3 separate regions of the Gossypium hirsutum genome follow, and regions 1 and 2 are each linked to region 3. A link is a contact called in public Hi-C data. All regions are on one chromosome and are shown on one strand. The core of a region is the stretch at or near the end of the contact, and the rest is flanking DNA. Distances in the headings are between cores, read along the strand shown.

The links. A called contact is a pair of places that touch in the nucleus more often than the background predicts.
Region 1: a Hi-C map of leaf shows a contact between it and region 3, with 2.1 times the contacts expected there. The contact joins the promoter of LOC107901420 here to the enhancer-like site in region 3. A contact is called at or near these places in 8 of 34 Hi-C or Micro-C datasets (callus, fibers and leaf).
Region 2: a contact with region 3 is called in a Hi-C map of leaf, with 1.8 times the contacts expected there. The contact joins the promoter of LOC107901414 here to the enhancer-like site in region 3. A contact is called at or near these places in 3 of 34 Hi-C or Micro-C datasets (all in leaf).

The regions. Positions count from the first base shown.
Region 1 is chrD06:6,605,006-6,607,705 of Gossypium_hirsutum_v2.1, forward strand. LOC107901420 reads right to left here and starts at 1,366. Exons shown (of 2, transcript XM_016827424.2): 1 at 863-1,366; 2 at 130-257. The coding sequence starts at 1,167. The coding sequence ends at 176.
Region 2 is chrD06:6,506,764-6,509,463 of Gossypium_hirsutum_v2.1, forward strand. It overlaps LOC107901414 (small glutamine-rich tetratricopeptide repeat-containing protein beta), which reads left to right and starts at 1,292. Exons shown (of 11, transcript XM_016827410.2): 1 at 1,292-1,579; 2 at 2,551-2,612. LOC107901413 reads right to left here and starts at 603. Exons shown (of 3, transcript XR_001685243.2): 1 at 255-603; 2 at 1-104.
Region 3 is chrD06:6,557,519-6,560,218 of Gossypium_hirsutum_v2.1, forward strand. No RefSeq gene overlaps it. Among protein-coding and RNA genes, the nearest start is that of LOC121218255, 8.4 kb to the right of the region's middle. Within about 2 kb of position 1,318, at least 7 of the 9 cell types and tissues checked have an H3K27ac peak or open chromatin away from gene starts, as enhancers often do. A contact at or near this core is called in fibers and leaf, where this site is marked.

The sequences.
Region 1 (2,700 bases), core at 116-2,615, 48 kb after region 3:
AAATGTTTAAAACTGCCATCTACAATGTCATTGCTTCTTTTATTTCAGTGTTAAAACAGAGTATCTTCCTTGCTTCTTTTATTTCAGTGTTAAAATAGAGTATCTTCCTTATTTGTGTTGCATACTTACTGTGGCATTCGAACATCTCAGTTTGGTGAAGTTCTTGACACCGTCATCAGGGCTCCAAGGATACTGGCACCATTATCCTATTGATATGGAATTTCGACCACAACACATCTTCACCAGGTTCGTGTATGCTATTACCTTCATAAACAAAGAAAACAAGACTATTATATAGAATGTTGTCATGGAGGCATGTCTCATTTTTCCAGTATTTGGGTAGTGGATTGGCGGGTTTAAGTAGTTAAAAACCTAGTTGAAAATAGAAATCCCCCTTGGCTGCATAACCAAATGACTTTCTGACAACATTTGGTAGCTATGATCTACCATTCACGTGATAGTGCTTATGACTAACCTTTTGAAAGCAGCTAAACTTGGAAATTCCCATCTACAACATGTAATCGTTACCAGATTTTTTCGAGACTATGGTCACCTTTTTGCTTTTGTATTGTCTTTCAAGACTTGAGAAAAGAGACCATGTCAGTGGCATTAAGCATTTATATGAGCCTGTGTCTTTCCTATCATTGGTGTTTGAATGGGCAGACATGTATGATACTTTATCACACAAATTTGACATTGAAAAGAAGGCTGATTTATTGATATACTAATCAACACCTTATCACACAACAAAGAAACAAAAAATCCAGAATATACAGAAGCAATCTAAACCCCTTATTACCCCATCAAGATTCTTCACCAAAAGGGAAAATTTTAGATAGCAGAGCCACAAAAGGGGCAGAACCTGAACTCGGGCTCAACAAGCCTGTCACAAAAACGGCAACGCAGAGAATCTGAAACGGCAGCAGATGAAGAATCGATCTTGGGAGGTGGAAAAGACAAATCCTCAGGGAAGAAAAGTTTGCAATTGTTACAATGCAAGAGTGGATCTTTCCCAGGCCATCTCCAAACAGGCACAAAGAAAAGCTTCAATACTTTCTCGTACTCCACAAGATCAGCTCTGGAACCACAGTTTATGCACCTTCCCACACCAGATTTCAGCACTTGTCTTGCTTGTTGCTCTAATCCACCCACAAAGAAAAAGAACATCTTCTCTTCTTTTTAGTTTTTGAAAGCTAGGATTGTTTGCCTGTGTTCTTCTGGGGTTGGATTGAAGCTCTCGCCTTTTATCGATGAAAACGGAAGCGTAGGAATATAAAGTTTAAGCTAAAAAAAGAGCAAAGTGGAGAGTTCTGGATTTTTCTTCGGTATCAAGGTATTAGGCAGTGTAAGGTTCTAGACATGAGTGGGCCATTTATTTTTTTTTATTTTTATGGAAATTTCATTTAGCAAAGAAAAGGTATAAGCAAAACGGGAACACAAGTCCTATCCAGACAAAAGCCCATTAAGTTATAGACTCACCTACATTGAATAGAGAAAATTTGATCTCATACCCATTAAAGCCCCAAAATACTAGTCAACCTAATTTTTATGACAAAGAAAAGCACTCTCATTGCTTGAATCAAACCTCCCTATCAAAATGGGGAACAAAGAGATTCTCGTGATAGTAGAAATATCCCTAACTTGAATCAATAAATGCAATAGAATCTTAGACAATATTAAGTTTTTGTGGAAGCTCAATAGACCAAATGTGCCACCCCTAATCCGTATCCATCGTCGGAACCGGGTTACGAAGCATACCGGAGTTTACAGATCAAACAAACAAAAATTTCAAACATTTCATGTCATATAATATTCAAGTCATAAACCAATCAAACTCACATATATTGTCCCTTATTCGAGCCCTCAAGGCCCAGAATACGTGTTAGAAATAATTCAGGACTAATTCAGAAACTTTTTTGAAATACATTAAAAATTTTCAACACTGTAGGGGTCACATAGCCTTGTGGTCAAGCCGTGTGACTCACACGGCTGGAAGATACGCCCGTGTCTCAAGTCGTATAAGCATTCAAAAAAGGGATACACGACCATGTCCTAGCCCGTGTCTGTACCCGTATAACTTTCTGACTTGGGTTATACGGCCAAACCACACGCCTGTGTGCCAGGCCGTGTACCCTTTCGAAATGGCCTCACACGCCCGAGTCACAGACCCGTGTGTCTGGTCGTGTGGACCTAAAATGTGTCTTTAACAACAATTTTGCCATTTTCTACATTCTTGGACATTAAAAAACTCAAAAACCATTTATTTAACCATTTCAAAACACGATCAAACACATTCAAAACATGTCAAAACAATCATCCTAGGTGCCTAACTAATACACCCTCATTGGTACCACATTTATATCATCAATTGATATCATCAAAGCATCATTCAAATCCAAATTATAAACAAACCAAATTCAATCCATTTTGCCTAGTTCATAAGCACTTAAACACCAACTTAAATTCACATGTACATATTTAGATTTGGTTCAATTTACCATGCCATAATATGGCTTCAAAAACAAACACATGTTTATATATATACCAAACCAATATTAAACTTATAACCTCATTTACAATCAGTCCATGAAATAACCATTATTTAGACACCCTAGGTACATGCCGACACAAAAGATAAATATTAGCACATTTGAGTACGGGATCGTTGTTGGATTCTGAATCGGCGTTTAAAAGTTAAGT
Region 2 (2,700 bases), core at 42-2,541, 51 kb before region 3:
AATACCCAAAAGTTCTAGCTTCCTCGCAAAGATTACTAAAATCCGATTCAGAGTTCAAACAACGAACTTTGCTGGTGGTGATTTTACACCTTTTGCAGCATCTCCTGGCAAAAAAAGAAAAAAAACACAAAAAAGGTCAACAAAATGCATTTAAAGTGCTTCATATTAATGATTAGTGCAGATCCATGAGATATTTTTCAATTGAAACATAAACCCAAATAAACCCTAATAAACCGTAGAGGAAAGGAAGTTACCGGTTGGAGGGGTTGGGGATTCGCCGTAGATAGCTTTGAGGGAATCGAGAGGGACAAGAGGAGACGGGGAGGACGCTTCGGCGAAGAGCTGCTGCTTCCAATCCCACATAACCTTTTTGAGGGCTTTGTTAGATTTGGTCAAGGAATCTTTCTCGGCTTCCAAGGATTCAATAACATTTTGCTGGTTCAGAGATCGAATGCCTAATACCGCAAATGATGTGACCAAGCACACATCGATCACCACGTTGTTGTTGGCGGCTGCTCTGCTTGCTAGCCCCACCAATTTGTTAGCAAACTCCATTTCCCTTTTGGGTTTTGGGGTTTTCCAACTTCCAGAGATTTTAAATTTTCCATGAAAAAGAAGCAAGGACAAGTTTCACAAAAACGGGGCTGGGCTTGGGCTTGGTCTTGGGCCTAAGCTATAAATATCTCCATGTCGTAGGAACTCACATCAAAATTTTCTTTTCCAAGTTTTTATTTTTTAAGCTTAAATTCTATGTTAATCCTTATTGTTTATATTTTAATTTGATTATTTTTAATCTATATAATTTTTGAATTTTAAAATTTAAATACTAATTTAATAATAGTTGTTAAATTATCTATTAAATTAAGTTTTTTTTATTAAAATATGAAACTAAAATTTAGAGCAATTTAATGAATATATTTTATATTTATTGTATGATATGATTTATAAATAATGTTTTAGCTATCTAAAGTATGGTCATTGGTAAACTCTTTGGTCATGATGATATGTGTTAATTCACTTAATAAGTGTATAAAAAATTAAATATTAAATTTAAGTTATAAATCTATTTAGAGTATTATTTAAAATTAAATATTGATTATAATTAAATTATTTAATAAATAATAATTTAAATTTAAATGAAATGAAATGAAATAAAATAAAAAACAATTAATTTTATTGTATGTGCTTATCTATTTATTATTTTTTATAAAAAGAATAAATTTTATCGTGAAAAAAATCAATTTATCAAACAGGGCTTACTTTATAGACGAGTAGAACAAATTCCTAATAGAAAGATAGATACGCTTACTCCACTTCCAAACAAGAAGAAAATTCGTGGGTGCCCGATTTGGTTCTTGTAAGCAAAGAACAGAATACTGTTAACCCAGCATCCAAACATAGTATAATTGAATTGTTTAGCTTCCTTTTCTTCTTCTTCTTCTTCTTGTTGCTAAATTAGAACTGAAGTGAATTGAAGTCCCCAAATATTCTGTTTGCAAATTTTGGATGGGTAATTTGAAGACTCATTCTCCCCTCTCTCGTCGCATCGTTCGTTCCTTCTTAGATTTCCTCAACTCCGGTACTCTCTTTCTCATCTCTCATTTTTTTATCCTGTAATTTTCTCATATTTTGTCATTCAATTAGCTTAGCTTAGCGTTTCTCACTAATTCCTTTTTTGTTTCTTTATTTTGCTATGCTTCGATTGATTTTGGCTTTTGAGAAAGCAAAATTAGGCAGTTATTGTTGGGAAGTAGGTTGTGTATAATCTATGAAATTTAAAGTCCGAGTTGAAGTGAAAACTTGCTTAGTTTCATGAAATGTGATTAGTCGAAAATTAAAAAAGAAGACTTGTATGAATAACGAGTGCTGTTTAGGTAGAAATATATAATCGGATTAAGTGCTTGTTTCGATTCGATGAATGTGAAAATGATAGTGCGTCAATGGTGTGGCATCGGTGATATAGGATTTGGTTGGTCATTGATCTTTAAATTATCTGGAAAAAAAGTTATAACATTTGAAATTTTTTCCTTGGAGCAGCAACTGGAGTTTCTGTAACCATGAGCTGATGGTGCTATTTGTTAACTAGTTAAATTGTCTTAGGATGCAACCTCAATAGGTTGGAAGGAAACAAGTGGATTGGTATTCGTGGGCAACTTCTTTGAGAGTAATTGTGGAAGGGTACTTTTGGAATGCGTGATTGGTATCATGTCTGTTAAGTTTCAAGACTTTTGAGATCATAGATGTCATCAGATAATGATGGTTGCTGGCACTGAGATTATATAAAGTTTCTCCTTTTCTTCCACCTCTCTTTATTTATTGTTTGCGGGGTTAGGGCGATGGAGGGCTTAGGGGTTGTGAAGTGGGTTGATTTGAGGTTTGCCTCAAGCATAAGATGAATTTGTTTCTGGATCTTATTTTGTTTAGATTGTGTGTCACTATTATATCTCCTTGTTGTGGTTTAATCGTATTTGATTATTTTCTACTTGATTTACTGTGTTTACTCAACCTGTTAAAACATTTCTACTAATAGGTGTGTTTTCTGTTAAATAGTTGAACCTGCCCCAGGGGTTGATTTTGAAGGCCTTGAAGTTGCCAGGGAATGTTTGACGGAGGTGTTTAAACTTGACTCAGCTTCTATAAATGATGTGAAATCTGATAGTTTAGTTGACATATTCAGTTCATTGGAAGCAAGTGAGGATA
Region 3 (2,700 bases), core at 68-2,567:
ATAAATATATAAATTATTTTTATATTAGATAAATATAATTATTTCTGTATGTAACATATAAACATAAAATGATGTTACTTCAATAACTATGTTAATAATTTGTGAAGATTGGATCAAATAAAAATTTGTGTATAAAATTGCATAGTAACCAAAATTTATGTATAGTTTTGAGATTTATCCATTTTTCGCTTTATATTTTCTTGTATGTTGTTTAACATTCGTTAATATCACCTTATTATAAATATTTAATGTAATATTAAATACATTAAAAGTTATAAATTCAAAATATATATTAAAAATTATAAATAATTATTTATACTACTATAAAAGTTTTAATTGAATTAGATGTAATGAATCACCTCATCATTAATTTAATCGGAAAAAATATTTAAAAATAAAATTAAAACCATATATTTTCAAATTAATGGTATTTTTAATTCATGTAGTTTCTAAATTAATATTTTTTTGACATAATGTTTAAAATTATCCATAGTCCCCAAATCTATAAATAGGAGGATAATAGACTTCAGCGCAGTCGAACATATGTCTTCCTGCATTGACAACCATACACATACTAATCGAGCTAAAAATTTATTCGGGAAATGAATCTAATACTTAGTTAGCAAGATTGATGATATTATTTTACCAAGTGACCCCAAGATTCTTTCTTACTATTGTTAAAGAAAGTTCCAACAAAGCTGACCCTTTTACACGGTTACAGTCACACCATCGTTTTCAAAGCAGCAAATGCGAACAGCCGACAGAACACTGTGCCAATGCCATGTCATAAAGGCTTTTAGAATTAAACAAGTCTTTTTGAAAACCGACCAACACCTCAAGCCAATAAAGAGGCCTTGAAATGGGAATCTAGTTAGTGGCAAATTCCAGGAATTTCATTACCTTTTATTTTTTTTCTTTTGCAAAGCTCAGGATCCTCAAGAGAGAATCCTGTGCTTACCCTTTTCTATAGAAGATTTTATCAAGAAACAAGGAATCTGTTTCTTTATTACGTACTAACCCCATTTGAATATAATGACAGCTAAAAAAGGAATACCTTGTTAGGAGGTGCTTTGGTCTTTGTTTTGAAGACTGTGAAAGTGGTAAATGCTTTAAATGAAGTAGGAACATGAACATTGTTTGGCTTAGGCAATGAAAGATGCTGCTGACAATGGCTAGGCTAACACATCACCAATGTTTCTATCGCACAAATTGAATTACCAGTCACCAATATGTCATCTATATACACAATATGGTATGTACGTAGTAGTGTCACCAGCTTTGTGAGTGACCAAAGAAGGATCAGCCTTTTAGGACTGAAATTGAAGCTTGCTAAGGAGTTGTTCTAGTTGGGTAAACCAATTGGGCCTGCCTAAGACCATATAAGGCTTTATGGGGTTACCATCAGAATACTGTTATTCAACATGTACAATTCTTCAAATAGATCACCATTATCAACTTGTTTGAGTGATCATTGATTGGCGGGTGCTAAGGACAGCAGTATGTCAACTAGAAAATCATGTAGTGGTACTTCCTTACAGGTGGTAAAGTTACCGATGACCATGTACCATTGGCCATGAGAGCATTCTGTTCTGGAAGCACAACATCTCTTCAAGCTACATTGTTAAGTGCTGCAGTTTGCACTTCCTGTATATATATCCCATTACAGAAGCTAAAGAAACTAACATTTCAGTGATCCACCAGCCCAGAAGAGGTGTTTATGGGCTGGACTGGATCTAAACATAATGTTATTTTATGCTTGCCTTATTCCGGCTTTTAATTTTACTTAAATCTATTAATATTTAAAAATAGTTAACTCAAGTCTATTTTAGGTTCGCCCATATTATTTTTTAAAAGAATAAAATAAATATGTCATTTTAATTAAATATTTGATAATTTTATATATTTTTTATTTATTAAAATTTTATATATAATTTTTTAAAAAAAACACTACTATTAATAGGAACTATGAACAACAATAATACAAATGATAAAATAAAGCACTACAAACTAATGTACAAATGTCTTGTCTACAAAGTAATCTAAAAAAAAAACAACAAATTGGCAATAATTACAACACTGGAATAATTCAAAAATAAACTAGAGATACATCAACTTGATCAAATCGTAGAAATTTGTATCTTAGCCTCGCCATCATCAAATCAACCTAATGATGAACACCGATCAACCAAGAAAAAACTGCCAAAAGCCCCAAGAGACCCACCACATCAGTGATGCACAAAAAGTCAAGTCTCAGATGGCCTATTCTTCTTCTCATCGTCTATGATCTATCATGATAAAACCCTTCAAGAACGACTAATAGACCTGGTGGCACCGTTATATTAACAAATTTTTACTAAAAATTTAAAGTAAAAATAAAACCACCATTGCTTTTAAAAAAACGGAGTGGACAAAAAAAACCTAGAAAAACGTAGACAAAATAAAACCATGAAATTATGGACAAAACCACGATAATGTGGACTTAAATTTTTAAAAAAAAATTAAAAGTGCAAAAAAAATGTTTGAGAAACCACGACCAGCTACTAGCCCAAAGGCCAACGCCGTCGCCGATGAAGCAAAGATTTAATTTAAAAAAGTTAAGTATGAAAAGAAAAGAGTAGCTAAGGTTTTTCTTAGAATATTCAATTCTCATACGATGATGCCATACATTTAAATTTTATATGTTATAATTTACATAATATA